2 separate regions of the Rattus norvegicus genome follow, and region 1 is linked to region 2. Evidence: chromatin contacts called from public Hi-C data. All regions are on one chromosome and are shown on one strand. The core of a region is the stretch at or near the end of the contact, and the rest is flanking DNA. Distances in the headings are between cores, read along the strand shown.

The links. Hi-C and Micro-C count contacts between places; a contact is called where the count stands out from the background.
Region 1: a Hi-C map of prefrontal cortex shows a contact between it and region 2, with 2.5 times the contacts expected there. The contact joins the promoter of Polr3h here to the enhancer-like site in region 2. A contact is called at or near these places in 5 of 12 Hi-C or Micro-C datasets (Schwann cells, kidney, liver and 2 more) and 1 of 1 datasets of contacts at active chromatin or transcription factors (oligodendrocytes).

The regions. Positions count from the first base shown.
Region 1 is chr7:115,318,307-115,324,622 of GRCr8, forward strand. It overlaps Polr3h (RNA polymerase III subunit H), which reads right to left and starts at 1,575. Exons shown (of 7, transcript NM_001127295.2): 1 at 1,549-1,575; 2 at 1,158-1,282. The coding sequence starts at 1,268.
Region 2 is chr7:115,227,773-115,233,300 of GRCr8, forward strand. No RefSeq gene overlaps it. Among named protein-coding and RNA genes, the nearest start is that of Tob2, 21 kb to the right of the region's middle. Within about 2 kb of position 2,754, at least 80 of the 93 cell types and tissues checked have an H3K27ac peak or open chromatin away from gene starts, as enhancers often do. A contact at or near this core is called in Schwann cells, kidney, liver and 1 more, where this site is marked.

The DNA of each region.
Region 1 (6,316 bases), core at 325-2,824, 89 kb after region 2:
TTATACCTAACCTGCTCCAACCATCAAATCAGAGTCTGTCTCTTGGCTTCTCCTCGCCGTCAGCTCTCAGGTTAGTGCTGTTTTCTCAGAAGTCACCAATCTCTTTCATCCCAGGTGGCACACCTCTGTTCTCCAGCTGTGTGAATGCCTGTCCTTCATGGCATCCACCCTGGCTCATTAACAAGGGGACCCTCTCAAGCCAGCTCTTCTTCCTCACTATGCTACACGGGCAGAGTCTCTGTCTCCCCTGCCACGCTCTGGCTAAGTACTGGGGATAATGAAAGGATTACATCAGAGAAGGTCTGTATTCACAGAAAGGGACATAATACAGTAACCAAAAGAATACAAGGAAGGGGCCAATGAGCTGGGTCAGCTGGTAAAAAGCCACCTCTAAACCTGACAGCTGAGCTCAATTCCAGAGAGCACGCACTATCCTCTGACCTCTGTACTCACCCACTTGGACAAACTGAGGCCCAGAGTAGGTGACCTGGCCAAGACTGCACAGTAATTGAAGGAGGAAACAGGCATTTTCCGGTTTCCGTTTTACAAACCCATTTCGTACTCTGTTTTGTTTTCCGACAATACGGAGAATCAAACCTCAAATGTCAAGCAAATTTAAGCACTATTCAACACCCCGGTGTTTTTGGTTTTTTTTAGGTTTTTTTGGTTTTTTGTTTGTCTGTTTGTTTGTTTTTGGTTTTTTGGTTTTTTTTTTTTTTTTTTTTTTGAGACGTTTGTTTCTCCGTGTAGCCATGGCTGAGCTCCCTCTGTAGACCAGGCTGGCCTCGAACTCACAGAGATCCACCTGCCTCTGCCTCTTAAGTAATGGGATTAAAGCCATGCGCTACCACCAGCAGTTTCGATGCTTAATTTGTTTGAAACAGGTTTATTATGTTGCCCACGCTGGCCTCGAACTCAGGATCGTCACAAGCCTTATTAACCCAAGAAGCTGGGATGACAGGTATACACTACTTCGTCCAGCCCATTTACTCCCTTGGGTACACGCTGACATCCAAGTCTGGTTTATAAGGAAGGGAAGGAAAGAAACCCTGACATGAAGTTACGTTAAGTGTGTAAGGCCAAGGCTGAAACAAGGGACGGCCAGACAAGCAGCGGGACCGTTCCGGACACTGCCCGGCAACCCGAGGGCCTAGTACCTTGTTGGCCAATTTCTTGTTCAGCTCCTCAGCAATGGAGTCGTTGAGTTTCCGCTCAAACTGCCACGGGGGTATGCGCACGGTGTCCACCATCTCCACCAGCACGAACATCCTGCGCTAGGGCTCTGGAACCCAAAGAAGCTGTTAAGCACGCGGGGCTGAGAACGGTGAGGGGCTGGGGGTCCCCGAGCTGCCCCCATTCCCTCTCGGATTCTAACAAGCCAAGCCTGCAGCCGAGCCGCGCGGGAGGGCAGGGCCTGGGGTCCCGCTTGCGGATGCCACGCTCCTCTCCCGGAGGAACCTGAGGCCCCATTCCTCCAGGCTTGGAGAAGAGCCGACCCCGTCCCATCCCCGCCCCGACCACTCCGCACCACGCGCGGAAGCCACGCACCATTCACGCGCGTCCAGCGGCTCGGAGGCCCCAACGCAGCGCTAGCCAAACCAAATGAACTCAGCTTCCGGAGAACTGACCAATAAGAAGCATCTGCCCGCCCCTACGGGTCGCAGAGCTAGGCAAGGCTCCTGTGAGGGGAGGAGCCTGAAGGTGGGCGGAGCCGCCTGCACTCTCCCGCTACTGAGAGGAGAGGGGCGGGGTACAGCGCTGAGAGGGCGGGGCCTCGTTCTGAAGCCAGCCAACCCCGGCCACTGAGCGAGTCTGGTTGCTAGGCGATAATTCTGCTCTTCCAGCCTGTCTTTTCTTTTGCACAGCAGCTAGAGAGATCCTTTGAAAATACAAATATAACACGTTCAAAATAGTCTTTACTCGGGCTGGAGAGATGGCTCAGAGGTTAAGAGCACCCGACTGCTCTTCCAGAGGTCATGAGTTCAATTCCCAGCAACCACATGGTGGCTCACAACCATCTGTAAAGAGATCCGATGCCCTCTTCTGGTGTATCTGAAGACAGCTACAGTGTACTTATATATAATAAATAAATAAATCTTTAAAAAAAAAATAGTCTTTACTCCAGACAAGTACCCAAGACAGTGGGCAAAAAAGGGTCACCAGGCCTTTCTGGGTGACAGTAATTTTAAGTGGTGCAATTGATGTATGTACTCACTAAAACTCAGCACACTCCGTCCTTAAACAGCTGAATGCAAACAGTCTCACACTTGTAATGCCAGCACTGAGGAGGTAGAGGCTAGATAATCACTGCAAGTTCAAGACCAGTTTGAGTTACAAAATAAGACTTTGTTTTAGCGGCTCCCTTCCCCGCCGCCCCCCCCCCCCAACACAAAATTTTGGTCAGCCAAACATAGTGGCAAACACACCTGAATTCCAGCACTTAGAAAGTAAAGACAAAAAAAAAAAAAAAAAAAAAAAAAAAACGGGGCTGGAGAGATGGCTCAGTGGTTAAGAGCACTGATCGATTGCTCTTGCCAAGGTCTTGAGTTCAGTTCCCAGCAACCACATGGTGGCTCACAACCATCTGTAATGGGATCCGATACCCTCTTCTAGTGTGTCTAAGGGCAGTGACAGTGTACTCACAGTCGTTCAATAAATAAAATAAGATCTTTTTTAAAAAGACAGAAAAACTAGACATTCAGATCAGCTACTTAGTGAGTTCAAGATCACCCTGGGGTACAAGAGACTTTTTTTTTTTTTGTAACTCTTTCTTTTTATATATTTTTTTAATTTATTTTTATTGGATATTTTTATTTACATTTCAAATGTTATTCCCTTTCCCGGTTTCCAAGACATAAGCCCCCTATCCCCCTCCCCTTCTTCTATAAGGGTGTTCCCCTCCCCATCCAAACCCCCTTCTCTACCCCCAGCACATTCCCCTACACTGAGGGTCCAACCTTGGCAGGACCAAGGCTTCTACCATTGATGCCCAACAAGGCAGGCCTTCCTCTGCTACATATCCAGTTGGAGCCATGAGTCAGTCCATGTATAGTCTCTGGGTATTGAGACACTTGCTTTTAAAAAAAAAAAAAAAAAAAGGCCTAACAATACTTGTGCACACTTTAATCCCGGCACTTGGAAGGCAGGGGCAGACAGATCTCAGAGTTTGAGGGCAGCTGGGTCTACAGAGCAAGTTCCTGGACAACCAGAGCTGAACAGAAAAAAAAAATCTTGTCTCAAAAAAAAAGAAAGAAAGAAAGAAAAGTAAAAAGGGCTGGAGAGATGGCTCAGTGGTTAAGAACACTGACTGCTCTTCCAGAGGTCCTGAGTTCAATTCCCAGCAACCACATGGTGGCTCACAACCATCTATAGTGGGATCGGATGCCCTCTTCTGGTGTGTCTGAAGACAGCTACAGTGTACTCATACACATAAAATAAATAATTCTTTTTAAAATATGAGCTCTTGGGGTTGGGGATTTAGCTCAGTGGTAGAGCGCTTGCCTAGGAAGCGCAAGGCCCTGGGTTCGGTCCCCAGCTCTGAAAAAAAAGAACCAAAAAAAAAAAAAAAAAATATGAGCTCTTGCTCTTACTCCTCTCCTCTTTCTCCCACTCCCTGCTTTTCCCTCCTCACTTCTCATCCCCCATAACGTGCTCATGGCTGGCCTCTACTCCTCTACTCTCTGCCTTTCTCTGTCTCCACTACCCCCACAACTCCCCTCCTCATGCTCTAAATAAACTCTATCCTATATTTTTAAAAAAATGAAAGAAATGAAGAAAAGAAAAAGAAAACTTTTCTTCCTGGGCATGGTGGGGCACAGTTTTAATCCCAGCGCTTGGAAGGGGCAGAGGCAGTAGGAATTCTGAGAGTTCAAGGCCAACCTGGGCTACCAAAAGAGTCCAGCAGATGGGGATATACAGAAAAACCTGTCTCAAATGCCCTCCCCCCCCAAAAAAAAGAATAAGGAGGAGAAAAAAAAGAATGTATTTTGGGGTTTTTTTGGTGGCACACACCTTTCATTCCAACAGCTAGAATGCAGAGGCAGTGGGATCTCTGTGAATTCGAAATCTAGGCCAGCCCGGTCTACAAAGTGAGTTGCAGGACAACCAAGTCTACACAGAGAAACCCAGTCTGATAACACATGTAAGACAATACGTCCCTTTCCACTGCTTACAAACAAAGTAATCCAGGGAACTGATGTGAGAGGTAAGAATTACTTAGCTATGATCTTCATATCAGCAAGTAACTTGTTATACATTTTTATGTATATGAAGGGTTTCGCCTGCATATATATGTCTGTCTCTGTATGTGTGTATGGTGTGTGTGTGTGTGTGTGTGTGTGTGTGTGTGTGTGTGTGTGTATGCCTGTGTATATCAGAAGAAAACCTCTAGTTCCCAGGAGCTGGAGTTATAGCCAATTGTGGACAGTGGATCTGAAGTAGCTGGAGGGGGCAGGAAGACTAGCGAGAAGGATTATTATGTGGCCTTGTGGAAAGGAGGAGGAGCAGGCTGGTGGCAGGAGACTGCAAAGCTGGTCAGTGAGAGGAGGTCTTAGGCACTGAGGAGATGGACAGCTTAGTCTCAGAGATAGAAGCAGCCAAGCCACAGCCTGAGGGCTTCAGCTATTAACTGGATGGGAAGCTGGAGGGGGGCCAGGCGGGTGTAATGTGGAACCCAGGGTTTCAGAATTCCCCTCTTTTGTGGTATTCAGCTCAACAATTTGTTGGCACAAAGTTTTGCTGTATGGTTTATGCGGTGCTTTAAAAAAAGAAGAAGAAAAAGAGGAAAGCAAGATCCGGCTCCTTACGAATTCTCTTGCCTTTTCTCCATGGACGATGGGGGCGGTTTACAAAATACACAAGCAACTCAGTCTACAAGTTCCCCGGCAGCCGAGGACCATTGTATGGTTTCTCTCTACAACATCCGGGCCGAGATCAGTGGTTGGCGGATGGCCAGGGCTTGAAAATATGGCTTACTTGAATGAACAAAAGGGTAACAGAACTGTGATTGCCAAGAGTGAAAGACTGAGGGAGGAGCTGAGCCGGGGAGCGCATCAGGGTGTGAGGAGGGTCAAGCCAGAGGTACAGGGCATGGAGCTCCCACGCCACAGCTCAGGAATCGGGCACTGGTGAACGTGACAATCAAGTTCTCAGTGTCCCACACCGCCCCGCAGAGTAGCACCAAAGACAGAAGTGATTTCAAAGGAAACTGCTGCTGAACCGGTTGGGGCATACCTGAAATCCAGGCGCTGGAGAGAGGGAGGCGAGATCATCAAAAGTTGACTGGCCTACACCAGACCCCAGCTTTAAAAACGTAAACACTACTAGATATATAAGACAAGATATATAGAATATCATTTTTTTTAATTTTTTAAATTTATTTATTATATCTAAGTACACTGTAGCTGTCTTCAGACACACCAGAAGAGGGCATCAGATCCCATTACAGATGGTTGTGAGCCACCATGTGGTTGGAGGGATTTGAACTCAGGACCTCTGGAAGAGCAATCAGTGCTCTTAACCACTGAGTCATCTCTCCAGCCCATAGCATATCTTTTAACAGAAAAATGTAAAGCCACGGACAAGAATGGCTATGTACTGCTACGGAATGACATTCAAGATTTATCATTAAATCTTAAAAATGCAGGGGTAGGGGGTTGGGGATTTAGCTCAGTGGTAGAGTGCTTGCCTAGGAAGCGCAAGGCTCTGGGTTCGGTCCCCAGCTCCGGAAAAAAAAAAAAAAAAGAACAAAAAAAAAAAAAAAAAAAGTGCAGGGATAACTGTGGAGCATGCCTGCGGTCTCAGCCACCCTGGGGCCTGATTCAGGAGGATTGCTGACAAGTAGGAGTTCAAGGCCAGTTGAGGCAATACAGGCAAGCTTGACTGTATTGAAAGAAAAGAAAAGGAAAGGAAAGAAAAGAAGAGAAAAGACTGGCCATGGTGTCTATACCTTCATTCCCAGCATTTGGGAGGCAGAGACAAGCAGATCTCTGAGAGTTTGGGGACAGCCTGTCTACATAGTGAGTTCCAGAAGAGGTAGGGCTACAAAGAGAGATCATGTTTCAAAGACAAAAAAAACCCAAATAGGAAGTGGCGTTGCCTGTTTATAATGCCAGCACTTGGGTTGGGGATTTAGCTCAGTGGGGGTTGGGGATTTAGCTCAGTGGTAGAGCGCTTGCCTAGCAAGCGCAAGGCCCTGGGTTCGGTCCCCAGCTCCGAAAAAAAGAAAAAAAAATATATATATATAAATTATAATGCCAGCACTTACAACTCGGAAGCTTGAGGAGCAGGAGTTCAAAGTCATTGGCCAGTAGATTTA
Region 2 (5,528 bases), core at 1,504-4,003:
GCCAGGCAGACCCACAGAGCTCTTGACACCTGTGGTCTCTGTGGGCATTTTCTTCTATTTACCTCCACACACATAGGCACATACATAACTAAAATAACAAACACCTTATTTTTAAAAAAGAGAAATCAGGATTCCAAGGATTCACACAGTGAGTTGGCCTTAAACCCCAGCTTCTTGCTGACACACTGGAGTGTGAAGATAGAGAAGGGACCTAGGATCCTTCTCTTTGGGCTCCTGCCCATCTGCTAGGAAATGTATATGTCTGCCCTTTTGGTTCAAGGGATAATATGTCCCTTGGGCAGATGAAAGGGAGTGGCTGTTAGCAGAAGGTAGAAAGGCTGCCAAAGTTTTGGGGACTCTATGCATGTATAGGGCTCTGTAGTTCTCTAAACACTCTGAGTCACTTGCCAGAAGTGAGTCCCAGGGGGGGAGGGTGAGGCTGAGGTCCTAGTCCTTACTCAGCTACAAGGCTATTCCCCAAGCCTCAGGTATCTCCTGGAGGCCCTGTCAGTGTTGTACTCTCCTTCATATGTCCGAACCTCTGCACTTCTGAGCCTTGGGGGACAAGGACCATGTTGAATTCTCAGGATCCACACGTGGACTGTTACAGATTCCCAGCAGGGTTTATAGAGGAATAAGAAGCTGGCACTGTCTGAACACTCCTAGATGTCAGGCCATAGGCTTGGTGTTTCTCAGATGTGCTCCCAAGCAATCTTTCCCTCTGGAACTACATATTGATAACCTCACTGTACAAGTTACAGAGGCACAGAGAGGTGACTGCCCAGAGAAGTACAGCGGAGAACTGCCATGCGCAGGATTTGAACTGAGGTCTGTCCAAACCCAGAGCCTACACCCTACCCTCTTGCTGCTCTAAACTGAACTGTTGATGGGCAATGGTAGAGCCTTTGATCCCAGCACTCTGGAGGCAGAGGCAAGTGGATGTCTGTGAGTTCAAGGCCAGCCTGGTCTACACAGCAAGGCCCTGAAAGAAAGAAAGAAAGAAAGAAAGAAAGAAAGAAAGAAAGAAAGAAAGAAAGAAAGAAAGAAAGAAAGAAAGAGAGAGAGAGAGAGAAAGAGAGAGAAAGAAAGGAAGAAAGAAAAGAAAATCAAAGCCAGCTTGAGCTTGAGTGGCTGCTGTAAGATCCAGACAGGACATTCAGCTGAGTAGAAGAGTCTATTTGATGACTATCAGCCCTGAACATGGGTTGGGTCCCCCTCTACCCCAGGGTTTTAGGGTCCTCCTGGAGATATAAGCTGTTCTTTCTCTGGGGCTGGAGAGGTGGCTCAGCATTAAGAGCACTGACCGCTCTTCCAGAGGTCCTGAGTTCAATTCCCAGCAACCACATGGTGGCTCACAACCATCTGTATGGGATCCCGTGCCCTCTTCTGGTGTGTCTGAAGATGGCTACAGTGTACTCATGAATAAAATAAATAAGCTGTTCTTTCTTAAGAGACCCATCTGCTTACCTGGGCAGGCCTGACTTTTGTGTCTACAAACACTGAGTACTGGCCTGGCTTCCCTGTGGCCTCTCAGAAGCCTGGAGGATGTCTGTCAAGCATACATACTAATTTGAGATGTAGGGGACAGGACAGGGAGTATGAGGTGGGGTAAGCTGAGTGGAGGGTGGGGAGCTGGCCAAGGCCTGAGAGTTTAAAAATACATCTTGTCACTACAGCCTGGTCTCCTAGGGCCTGGTGACATCACAGGGGCACAGGATGTCCCTGGCAGAGGCTGGAAATAGCAGAGAGGGGACATGGCGGGGGTTGGGGGGAGGAGCTGAGGGGCTCCAGATCTACCCCTTTCTGTGCCTGGAAGCTGTGTTTGCAGAGATCACCTGTCTAGGGACAGAAAGGGATCGTCAGTCAGATTCCTCAGGAGATTCGATACCACATCTGAAAAAAAAAAAATCACCAGGGTGATTGTGTCTGAGATTTGGGAGTCCCTGGACACAAGCTATCAGTTCTGGCTTAGTATTGGTTTTTGTTTTTAAATTTACTTATTGTATTTATATGAGCACACTGTAGCTGTCTTCAGACACCAGAAGAGAGCGTCGGATCCCATTACAGATGGTTGTGAGCCCCCATGAGGTTGCTGGGAATTGAACTCAGGACCTCTAGGAAAAGCTGTCAGAGCTTTTAAGCGCTGAGCCATCTCTCCAGCCCTCTGGCTTAGCATTTGTGATCCTAGAAGTCTGCGGGCATGGCTGGGAGGAGCATTTGGTAGGGAGCCTCCTTCCCCTCAGAGGAGGGCTGCAGCTCCCAGAACCGATGCTCAGACTTTGGTGGGACTGCTGGGCTATCAGAGCCAGCTCCTGCCCCAGACCCTGCTCCTCACTCCCAGCAGCAGGAGGGACTAGGTTGGGAGTAGCACTGTCATTTTATAGCGGACACTGAGACCCAAGGTGGACAGAGTGGCCTGCTCCAAGTCAGACTCCCAAGCACATCATGACCAGCCAGGATGGGATTTGGCGTCCCTAGCTCAGGAGCTGATGAGGAAAAAACTTACTCTACAGCTAGATTGGAGCTTAGCGGTGGGAAGGAGGCTGGAGTCCATCTCTCCCTCTTCTCCACCTGCCCCTGCTGTGCTCTGAACAAAGTCCAGCAGTCATCAGGCCAAGATTCTCCTTGGGGTGGCCTCAGCCTTCCCCAGGTGCTCCCAGATCCCTGAAGTGGTTGCCAATTCAGGCCTCTGGGCAGTCGGACTGCTTCTGCTGTGTGGATCGAAGCCGCCTGTCTCTGCCCAGGAACCTTCTAGCAGGCTGCTGCCCTGAGCCACATTGCACCATCAGACCACAGTCATGATAATGACGGTGACTATTGCTGCGTTTTTCTCTTCGTGGGCCAACATTTTCTTAATAGCTGTATCCTCGTTTTTATTAATCTCTGATCCCGGGGTCAGTGTCTAACCTATACCCGGATAAAGGAATTATATTGGGTCTTGAGTCCAATTCTGGAACGGGCTTTGCTCGAGTCTCATGTCCTCTCCAAACCTGGTAAAATGGGAGCAAGGTCCAGGTTTTGGGGTCCTGGCTTCCCTTCTCCCTCCCTGAATTCCCTACTCATGCTCCTCCCTCTTCAGGCTCCCTGGACACGGAGGCCAGCACAGCGGGCGCAGAGGGGGCTGTGTAGTCACGCGCAGGGAACAGCAGGCTATTCATAGGAGGACGTCCCCGCCTGCCCGGCCCTCGACTCGCCTTACATAACCCTCCTTCCTCCTCCTGTGCGCTCCGCGGGGCGGGGGAGTAGTCTCGTGGAGCTCAGCCTCCTGTTTTTCCTTACTTCCCCCAGGGAAGCTGAGGGCTCGCTGAAGCTGGGGACCCCCCATGCGGGTAAGCGTGGCTGCCTAGGTCCGCAGAGGTGGATGAAACACCCGAGCCCAACGTGGGGCCCCGGCTTCTCTAACTGGAGGTCCCCTGCTCAGGAGCTGTCTTTTACAACCACTCCACCCTGTCAGGGAAGCTCACAGCGTCTTGCCTCTTCTGATGACTTGGGGCACCTGTGCCTCTTAGTCTCAGTATCCCTAACTACAAAGTGGTCTTTCCTTCTAGTTTAGTAAGAAAAATAAAAGAGCCTTGTTACTCCGTGAAATAGCCAGGTAACTGGGAAGCTTAGTGGCCCCTGATGCCCTCTCAAGAAACCTGGCATAGAGCAGGGCAAGGCCCAACCCGGAATCCCTGGGGCAGTCAACTCCTTGTGGACCTTGGTCTCTGCTCCAGCAGCCTGTGCCCTGCTTGCCTCTTAGCTCGGTAAGGTCACAGGTAGAGCTGGAGCCCGAATCTGGTGCCAAGAGGACCCCGGGAATATCTAACAGTCACTGCAGCCTCTCAAGCACATTCCCACCTCAGGGGGACGACTATCTGTGGTGAAGTTTTTGCCTGAAGGAATTCGGGGGTTTGCTGTGTTTTGTTCTGTGTAGCCCTGGCAGACCTATCTGAAGTGGCAAAGATTCACCTGCCTCAGCCTCCCACGTTCTAGGATTAAAGGCTGGGCTGGGACTCACTGTGCAGCCCAGTCTGGCCTCAGAATTGAAGCAGCCCCACTTGCCTTAAGCACCTAATAAGAGTACATTTTCTAGGGGTTGGGGATTTAGCTCAGTGGTAGAGCGCTTGCCTAGCAACCGCAAGGTCCTGGGTTCGGTCCCCAACTCCAGAAAAAAAAAAAAAAAAAAAGAAAGAAAGAAAAAAAAAGAGTACATTTTCTAGAATGGGGAGCCTGGGGAGCCGTCTGGGCCTTCCCTGATGCTGGCAGCGTCGTCTCGTTTGCATAGTGGAGACTGTCACTTCTTCCCTTTCCCAAACCATTGTCCCTGCTCCACTTAGTGGCCTGGAATGTGAACACTCATCTTACCTTCAAACCACACAGGGGAGGGGACATCGGTGTCCTTTCATAGTTGAGGAAACTAAGGGATGAATGTGGCATTTTGGCTTGCGTCTTTCCTATCATATCTGGGTTAGAACCAGCCCCTGCCCTGGAGAAGAAAATATAAATGTCTGTCAGGGGAGCTGGAGAGGTGGCTCTGCAGTTACAAGTGCTTGGTTCTCTCATAGACAACCCAAGTTCCATTCCCAGGACCATTCAGACAGCTCACAACTGCATATAACTGCAGTTCCAGGGGACCTGACAGGGGACCTGACAGAGCCTTGTCCTAGCATGGATGAGGTCCTACCTACATTGAATCTCGAGTGCTGGGGAGGGAAAGACAGAAGGAGAATCAACCTGGGCAATACAGTAAGGTCTTGACTTAAACATAAATAAATAAATGAATAAATGAATGAATAAATAAATTAATTAATTAAAAGGCTGGAGAGATGGCTCAGCAGTTAAGCACACTGACTGCTCTTCCAGAGGTCCTGAGTTCAATTCCCACAACTACATGGTGACTCACAACCATCTGTAATGGGATCCGATGCCCTCCTCTGGTGTGTCTGAAGACAGCTACAGTGTGTTCACATACATAAAAGAAGTAAATCTTTAAATAAATAAAGCCAGGCAGTGGTGGCACATGCCTTTAACCCCAGCACTCAGGAGGCAGAGACAGGTGGATCTCTGAGTTCAGGGTCAGCCTGATCGAGGGGGGGGTTAGTCACTCTCTTGTCAAGTGGTACACTTTGTAAGTGACACTGCCACAGGCCCACATGTGACCGTATCACACTCTATTGCCCTCAGTAAGTGTTTGCTGAATAGTGAAGGGATGACTGTAGCCTTCCACCCCCAATAGCCCAACCCTCCTAAGTGCTTGACTCACGTGCCTGGGACTCTGCCAACAACATCCTAAACGAGGCCAGGCATCTGGGGTCAGCTACTGGGTCCCAAGGAGCCCCTTAGCCCGTGTCTGATCCAGTCCCAGCCTTTGAGAACCCTCTAGGGCCCACTCAGCTGGCCTTTACCCTTTGGCCAACAGGGGAAGCTGGTAGAGAGCCTCTGTGGCCTGTGGTGCATCCCCGTGTATGAAATGAAGGTGGCAGGTCAGTGATGATGTTTTCAGTGATGTCCATAAAGCCTGGCACGCGCAGCCTTTGCCATAAGCA